2 separate regions of the Zea mays genome follow, and region 1 is linked to region 2. A link is a contact called in public Hi-C data. All regions are on one chromosome and are shown on one strand. The core of a region is the stretch at or near the end of the contact, and the rest is flanking DNA. Distances in the headings are between cores, read along the strand shown.

The links. A called contact is a pair of places that touch in the nucleus more often than the background predicts.
Region 1: a contact with region 2 is called in a Hi-C map of leaf, with 5 times the contacts expected there. The contact joins the enhancer-like site here to the promoter of LOC100275174 in region 2. A contact is called at or near these places in 2 of 25 Hi-C or Micro-C datasets (leaf and tassel).

What each region holds. Positions count from the first base shown.
Region 1 is chr5:152,815,722-152,818,968 of Zm-B73-REFERENCE-NAM-5.0, reverse strand. No RefSeq gene overlaps it. Among protein-coding and RNA genes, the nearest start is that of LOC103628560, 94 kb to the left of the region's middle. Within about 2 kb of position 1,523, at least 6 of the 20 cell types and tissues checked have an H3K27ac peak or open chromatin away from gene starts, as enhancers often do. A contact at or near this core is called in leaf, where this site is marked.
Region 2 is chr5:152,490,005-152,493,615 of Zm-B73-REFERENCE-NAM-5.0, reverse strand. LOC100275174 reads left to right here and starts at 1,506. Exons shown (of 13, transcript NM_001353653.1): 1 at 1,506-1,832; 2 at 2,190-2,370; 3 at 2,461-2,546; 4 at 2,639-2,743; 5 at 2,890-2,952; 6 at 3,068-3,177; 7 at 3,318-3,437; 8 at 3,511-3,586. The coding sequence starts at 1,611.

The DNA.
Region 1 (3,247 bases), core at 274-2,773, 330 kb before region 2:
TATATTTCACCACACCTCTCGACTACTTCATAATTATGGTGGTAACCATGCAGCATACAATTACGACCTTTATCATGCATCAAATACACCCACGACGCGTTTAAGCTACAAATAAAATAATTATTACGATAAATATCCCTCTAATCCATCTATCAAATTAATTAGCCAAAATAGCGAATCAGAGTATGATTACCATATTGACCATAAATTCGCGCAGACGTCAATGATTCTTGTTAAGACCTTTTTGCGGAGCACCCGGCAAGCACCACACGGGATTTGTTGGTTTATCCAAACTCTTGGGATTTTAAGACGACGTAAGGGATGTCGACAAGTTGGAGACCTCCAGGGTCGAGCATGACAGGGGAGCTTCGGATCTCAACGCAAGTGGCGCGCATAGGAAGATAGATCGTCGGGATCGACGGGCATGTCGTGGACGCGGCGTGGATCGACGACGAGGAGTAAGGGGCTGCATAATCAACTTGACTTAATATTTGCAAGAATGACGACAGTCTCTGATTGAAGCCTTCAATCGAACACCTGACGAACTTTGAACTGAGCTTCACTTTCTCCTCAATCCACCACTCTTGGAATCTCCCCTTGACTGAATAATATGTCATCATTATGACTCCAACAACAGGTAAATGACTACTCTCATCTTCTGTAAGTGTACTATTGAACATTGCAGGTGTTGAAGCCAATCCAAATTGTAGGATATCGTGTCTAGCAGCAGTGATTCCATGAGTGACTGGATTCTGCAATTTATGTGCAGAAATTCATGAATCATGTCCAACAGAGATTCTTAAACGTCTCAAGTCATCTGGTTTCTTGATTAATAGCCATGCGGCAAAAGCTGCAGCTATAGCTTTAGTGACATCTTCCGTGAGGTTGACAGGCTCACCTTCAATCCTAGCAACAGCAACACCACGAATGTCACTGCCATTTTGAAGCTTCAGAAATTCAACTTTCTTAGATAAACACACAACATTGCCACCATGAGCAACTGTCAAGGCTACGCGCGCTTGTGCTGAGGCCACCTCGTCGGCTTCAAGCTGTGGGACGGCGAGCACGAGAGAGGGAAGCGGAGCAGCGGGGTTTGGAAAATGACGCCAGGAATCAGAGACAGGGACGACAGATTGGGAGGAGCTTGCGAGAAGAATGAAGGCGACGGTGTAGCTAAAGACAGTGACCAGGACGAGCTTGAGGAGCGACGTGATGAAAGAGTGCAGCATGGAAACGACCTGTAGGTGGAGAGCATGCGCCAGATGGGTAGACCAGTGGCCGGAGGAGCGCGCGCACCAGGAAGAGCAGTAGCCGGTGAAGTGGAAAACCTGGGAGCCGAGCGTGAGGAAGTTGGAGACGAGGACTCGACCAGCGTCGATGGCGAGATGCAGCAGAGAGCACGCCTGGAAAGGGCGCCGCGAGGGAGATGGAGCAGAGACACGCCATGGCTGGAGTAGATAGGGCACCGGGACGCACGCTGCAGAGGAGCAGGGAGGACGCTGGGCGCGGTACAGAATCAGAGAAAAGAATCTAGCGAGGGGATAAGGCCATTGCCCATGCCGATGGTGGAAATATCTGTCCACACGCGTGTGGTGAAGAAAAAGATCAGAGAGGGCGACGGCAGGGGATAGGGATGGGAAGAGATTTTTTTATTTCTCTCTTTTTCATATTTTTAGAAATTCATAGATATTTTGAATTGCGATTTTTAGTGATGATTAAATTTTCAGATTAAGTATGTGGGAGATGTAAATCGGACGAAACAAAAGATACTAGTCAAATTAGTACAGACTACGCTTGATTTAATTTAGAGCAGATAATTTACTGAAGAAATCTCAATTATAGATCCTCGGATATGATTTCCCAGCTGACGGGCGAAGACAGAATTATTTTGCACCCAAAACTTCAGTTGCCGAGTTTTGCTTAATTTATATGGGACAAGAATCACAAGACTGAGTTACAATAAATTCATTTGCTAACCAAATACTCGGATCAGGGTCAAAAACAAATAGACCGAATCAAGCAGCATCAGCTTTGATATTTAGGTCATGTTTGAGTCGATCGAAATCAGACAAACTTCATTCGTTATTGACCCGAGTACTTTACTGTTCTACCCGGCACAACCTACGGGGAACCAAACTCCATTATCCCTTTCGCACATAATTTCATAGTTACCCACACAGTCCGAATTTATAAAGTTCAAATGTTGTCCAAATTCACGTTCGCCCACTCAAACGATCCAATTGCCACGGAGCTTGCATGCCAAGAGATTACTAAAGTCGGATCTTAGTAAATTATTATTGCATTTATTATTATTATTATTAATCTTGAGAGACAAAAGTATACTGGATAAAGAGATCATTATTTATACTAACATTCCATGCTTAAGTCCATATTCGCTGTTACGCGTACAGTAACACCTGTGGTGTTACAGCAGACGTGCGGGGGAAACGGCTCGTCGCACTGACGAGACGGGCCCGCGGGTAAGGGCAACTGACGCCGACACACCGGCCCCACTGGGCAGAGGGAGGTGGAGAGGGAGAGAAAGCACGAGGGGGGGGGGGGAAGAAATCGCCGCTGACAGGTGGAGCCCCACCTGTCAGGCGGCGTGGGCGCGCGCGGCCCCGTTGGGCTTGACTACGCCGGCTTGGGCTTAAATGGGTTTTCCTTTTTTTCTCCGAATTTCTAATTGCTTTTCTTTTTATTTTCTCTAGGATTTTCAATTCAAATTCAAACCAAATCAAACATGTGCATAAATTCAAAGAATATTTTGGGCTCAGCATGATGCAACAATTCATAACTCCCATAAGTTTGACATAATAAATAATAAACCCGTCACTAAATTAACCTAATTCTACTCAAAAGAAAGAGAGAGAGAGAGAGAGAGAGAGAGAGAGAGAAAGGGTAACACCTGAATTTGGTAGGCATTTAGAGAAGAAATTTTATACCTCCAAATTCAAGGTGTTACAAACATATCCCCCTTAAAAAGAATCTCGCCCTCAAGATTCAGGGTTCGCTAGCAAAGAGTTCCAGGTACTTGGCTTTCAGATTATCTTCTCTTTCCCAGGTTGCTTCTTCCTCTGAGTGATGGCCCCACTTGACTTTGAACATCCGGATAGTGCTTCTTTGAGTGACCTGATCTACTATCTCCAGAATCTGAGTTGTCTTCTCAATATAAGTCAGATCTTCTTGAACTTCAAGGTCCTCAGTTGGCAATTGCTCTTTTGGCACTCGCAAGCATTTCTTTAGC
Region 2 (3,611 bases), core at 257-2,756:
AGCGCGTGGCCGTTAGATGCATATTTTAGTAGTTGGTCCATTTTGTCCTGGTTAAGTGGATGAGCTCTATGTATCTAGGGGTAGTTTATACTAGTGAAATAACCCTCTATAAATAGGTGGGAGGGCTGTTGTGTGCAGCCATCTCTTTGGCTATTTCATTTGGCACTTGTTAGAAAACCCTACTTTCCATTTCCTAAGTTGCTCTAGTTCTTAGCCCGGAGATCCACAAGTGTTCTCGTGAACTCCACATCTGTGTAATTATGATTTTGAGAGGAAGGGTGACTATAACCATTCATGGTCCAATGTTTGTTTAGATCGTGTCTTGTTGATCTCACTGCAATTTTGAACCAGTTTCTACTCTCTAAATCCCTCTCTTTGGATTTTGTGAGAATTGTTGATTTCTTGAGTTAGGGATTGTTTTGGGGATTACCTTGGGGGTAAAGATCACTCTCTAGACCATTGTAATCATCTGGTTTGAGCAGTTTGTAGTCGTGATCCAATGTGAACTCGTTTTGAAAACCCCAACAGAACCCCGGTCTAGTCTGTGTTTTCTAAAATGTGTTTGATTTACAAATATGTTCGAGTTCAAATTTTATGAAGACCTTGGAAACTAATTTATCAAGGCGTGTGTAAAATTCTAGCTCAATCGAAGTCCGTTTGAATCAATTTCGCATTCGAAAACTAAATTTCGAGTTCCTGAAAACATCACTAGATAGCGACACAGTTTTGTGGCGCTTCGGACTTTTCGGTGTCCGATTTGAATTTGTTTGTTTTGTTGGTCTCGTGTGAGTCCTAAGAACATTTTCAAAACACGAGATCACTGGTTGGTTGATGAGCTTTTGATTTGGACTTCTTCATCTCCATTGAAGTTAAGTGCTCAAGTTCTAGTTTTAAGCAACATGATTTGATTGGCTCCCATTCACCTCTCTGGTCACCTTTTCGAACATATAAATAGAGATTGTTTTTTAAAATGTCATCCAATAGCTTATGTAAATGGTTATCCAAATATGACCATATTCTATTATGAGTTTTTCGCTAGCCAAAGATCGAAAACGCGTATGTCTCTAGAGTGCAAATAAAATATAGAAAAGTTGTTGGGGATTAAAAAAATACTCCATTCATCCTAAAATATTAGTCATTTTAGCTTTTAATTTTTATATCTACGTTTAAATTATATAAAACAAATACATTAATTACTGTATGAATTAACTAAAAAGTTAAAATAAATTTTATTTTGAAAGAAAGGAAGTAGAAAGTAATTTTTATGTAAATGACTCACTAAGTGATAATTTAGAAAGGCTTTTGGAGATACTCACGCCAATTTGAGGCCATCCTTGAAAATCAAAATCCAAATTAAAATTCAGATCGGAAGCCAATCCACGCATGACGTGGAACCTGAGCTGGAGCACGATGAGCCCACAGCCCCACACGCACGAGTTTCACTTTCGCACGACTCCAAAGCAGCAAAGGACGTCAATCAATGAGCAAATACATCGAATTGCGCGAAGGCAAAGCGTCCAAGCAACCACTTCTGCTCTGCATCCCGTCTGGGCCTCTGCATTTGCTTGGCTGCTGCTCCCTTCTCCCACCGACCAACTCGATCCCGCGCCATGGATCGCGCCGACCCCGCGCGGGGCCGCCTTGCCGTGCTCTCCTCCCACCTCCGTGGTGCAGGGGCCGAGGAGGCGGCGGGGCTGGAGAGGTCGCCGGTATCCGCGCCGGCGCCCGGGCCCCGCGCCGGCGCGCTTGCCGTGGTGGACGGGAGGACCGGGAAGCGGCACGAGGTCAAGGTCTCCGAAGACGGCACCGTGCGCGCCACCGACTTCAAGAAGGTACCGAGCAGCGAGCGCGGATTGACGGTCCCGGCGGTCGCGCCGTGCCGTGCCGTGATCCCCCGGGGTCTTGGCGTTCTAGCCTTCTAGGAGGCGCTTGCTATTGTCAATTGTCATGTTGGCTGTGTTGCTGCCGGAACATGCTGTGCGAATTGTCAATTTGTAGCAATCATGATTGATGACCAAAGATCGTTGAATTAGGTGCTGAATTTTTAGGTCTGCCTGGAGTGGATTGAAGGGGATTGGGATTTAATCTCCCTCAATCCTCTCCTGTCCCTATGCAACCAAACAATTCCTTTGCGATGATAGAAGGTCGTCTAGAAACAAAGATGGTTACCTTTCCCGAATATGCTGCAGATTACCACTGGAAAGGACGACAAGGGTCTTAAGATTTATGATCCTGGTTACCTTAACACTGCCCCTGTTCGCTCGTCCATCTGCTACATCGATGGAGATGAGGGAATCCTTCGCTATAGGGGTTATCCAATCGAAGAATTGGCTGAAAGCAGCTCGTTTGTTGAGGTGGCCTACCTTTTAAGTAAGTGATATCGACTTTGCTGTCCTTCTATTTATCATTGTAACCGATTGAAATTGTTTTGTGAACTTACATAATACATATTGTATTCAGTGTATGGGAACTTGCCTACTCAGAGTCAATTGGCAGGCTGGGAATTTGCTATTTCTCAGCATTCTGCTGTTCCCCAAGGACTGTTGGTATGCTTTATTATCAACTTTTCTTATCAAGACAGATTTTTGAGTTGGCATAGATTAAAATGTATATTTTGTAATTACTTTAATGTGTTCAGGATATCATACAATCAATGCCCCATGATGCTCACCCCATGGGTGTTCTTGCCAGTGCTATGAGCACCCTTTCTGTCTTTCATCCAGATGCAAACCCTGCTCTACAAGTAAGTACTGCCTATACGCACCAATCAAGACAGAGGATATTATTCAACTAGATCAACTTTCTGTGATACAATTAACCAGAAATTTCAACCCAGCCAGATCTTTAAATTTGAATTTAATATTTTGAACACATATTCTGCTCATGTAGGGTCAAGATCTTTATAAATCGAAGCAGGTGAGGGATAAACAAATTGTGCGAGTACTTGGGAAGGTATGCCTGGTTATCTAGTTCCTTTAGTTAATGCTATAATTCTAGCAAACAACTGGAGATCTTGCAAATTTAAAATGATGGTACCTTGATTTTTATATGCATTTGGCTTGTTCAGGCACCAACAATAGCAGCTGCTGCCTACTTGAGATTAGCAGGAAGACCTCCCGTCCTTCCTTTAAATACTCTATCTTATTCAGAGAACTTCTTGTACATGCTGGACTCTTTGTAAGTTGTTTCATATTGAATGCATGTTTCAACTATGCCATGTATGATTATTTCCATGCATTCAAATAAGCAAACAGTTCAACTGTGACTGTACATTGATTTATGTTTTCTAAGAATATAAAGAAAAATCAATTTGGCAGGGGTGACAGAACATATAAACCAAATCCTCGACTTGCTCGAGCTCTAGATATTCTTTTTATTCTGCATGCTGAACATGAAATGAACTGCTCCACTGCTGCTGTTAGGCACCTTGCTTCAAGGTAAATCACTTCCGAATTTTACCTCCAAACAGTAAGGAACAACTTCCTAATGAGGTATATTATGTTTATATAGTGGTGTGGATGTATTTACTGCTCTTTCTGGTGGTGTTGGAGCTCTATATGGTCCTCTGCATGGCGGCGCAAACGAGGTAAGCCATAGTGGAGCATAAAAGC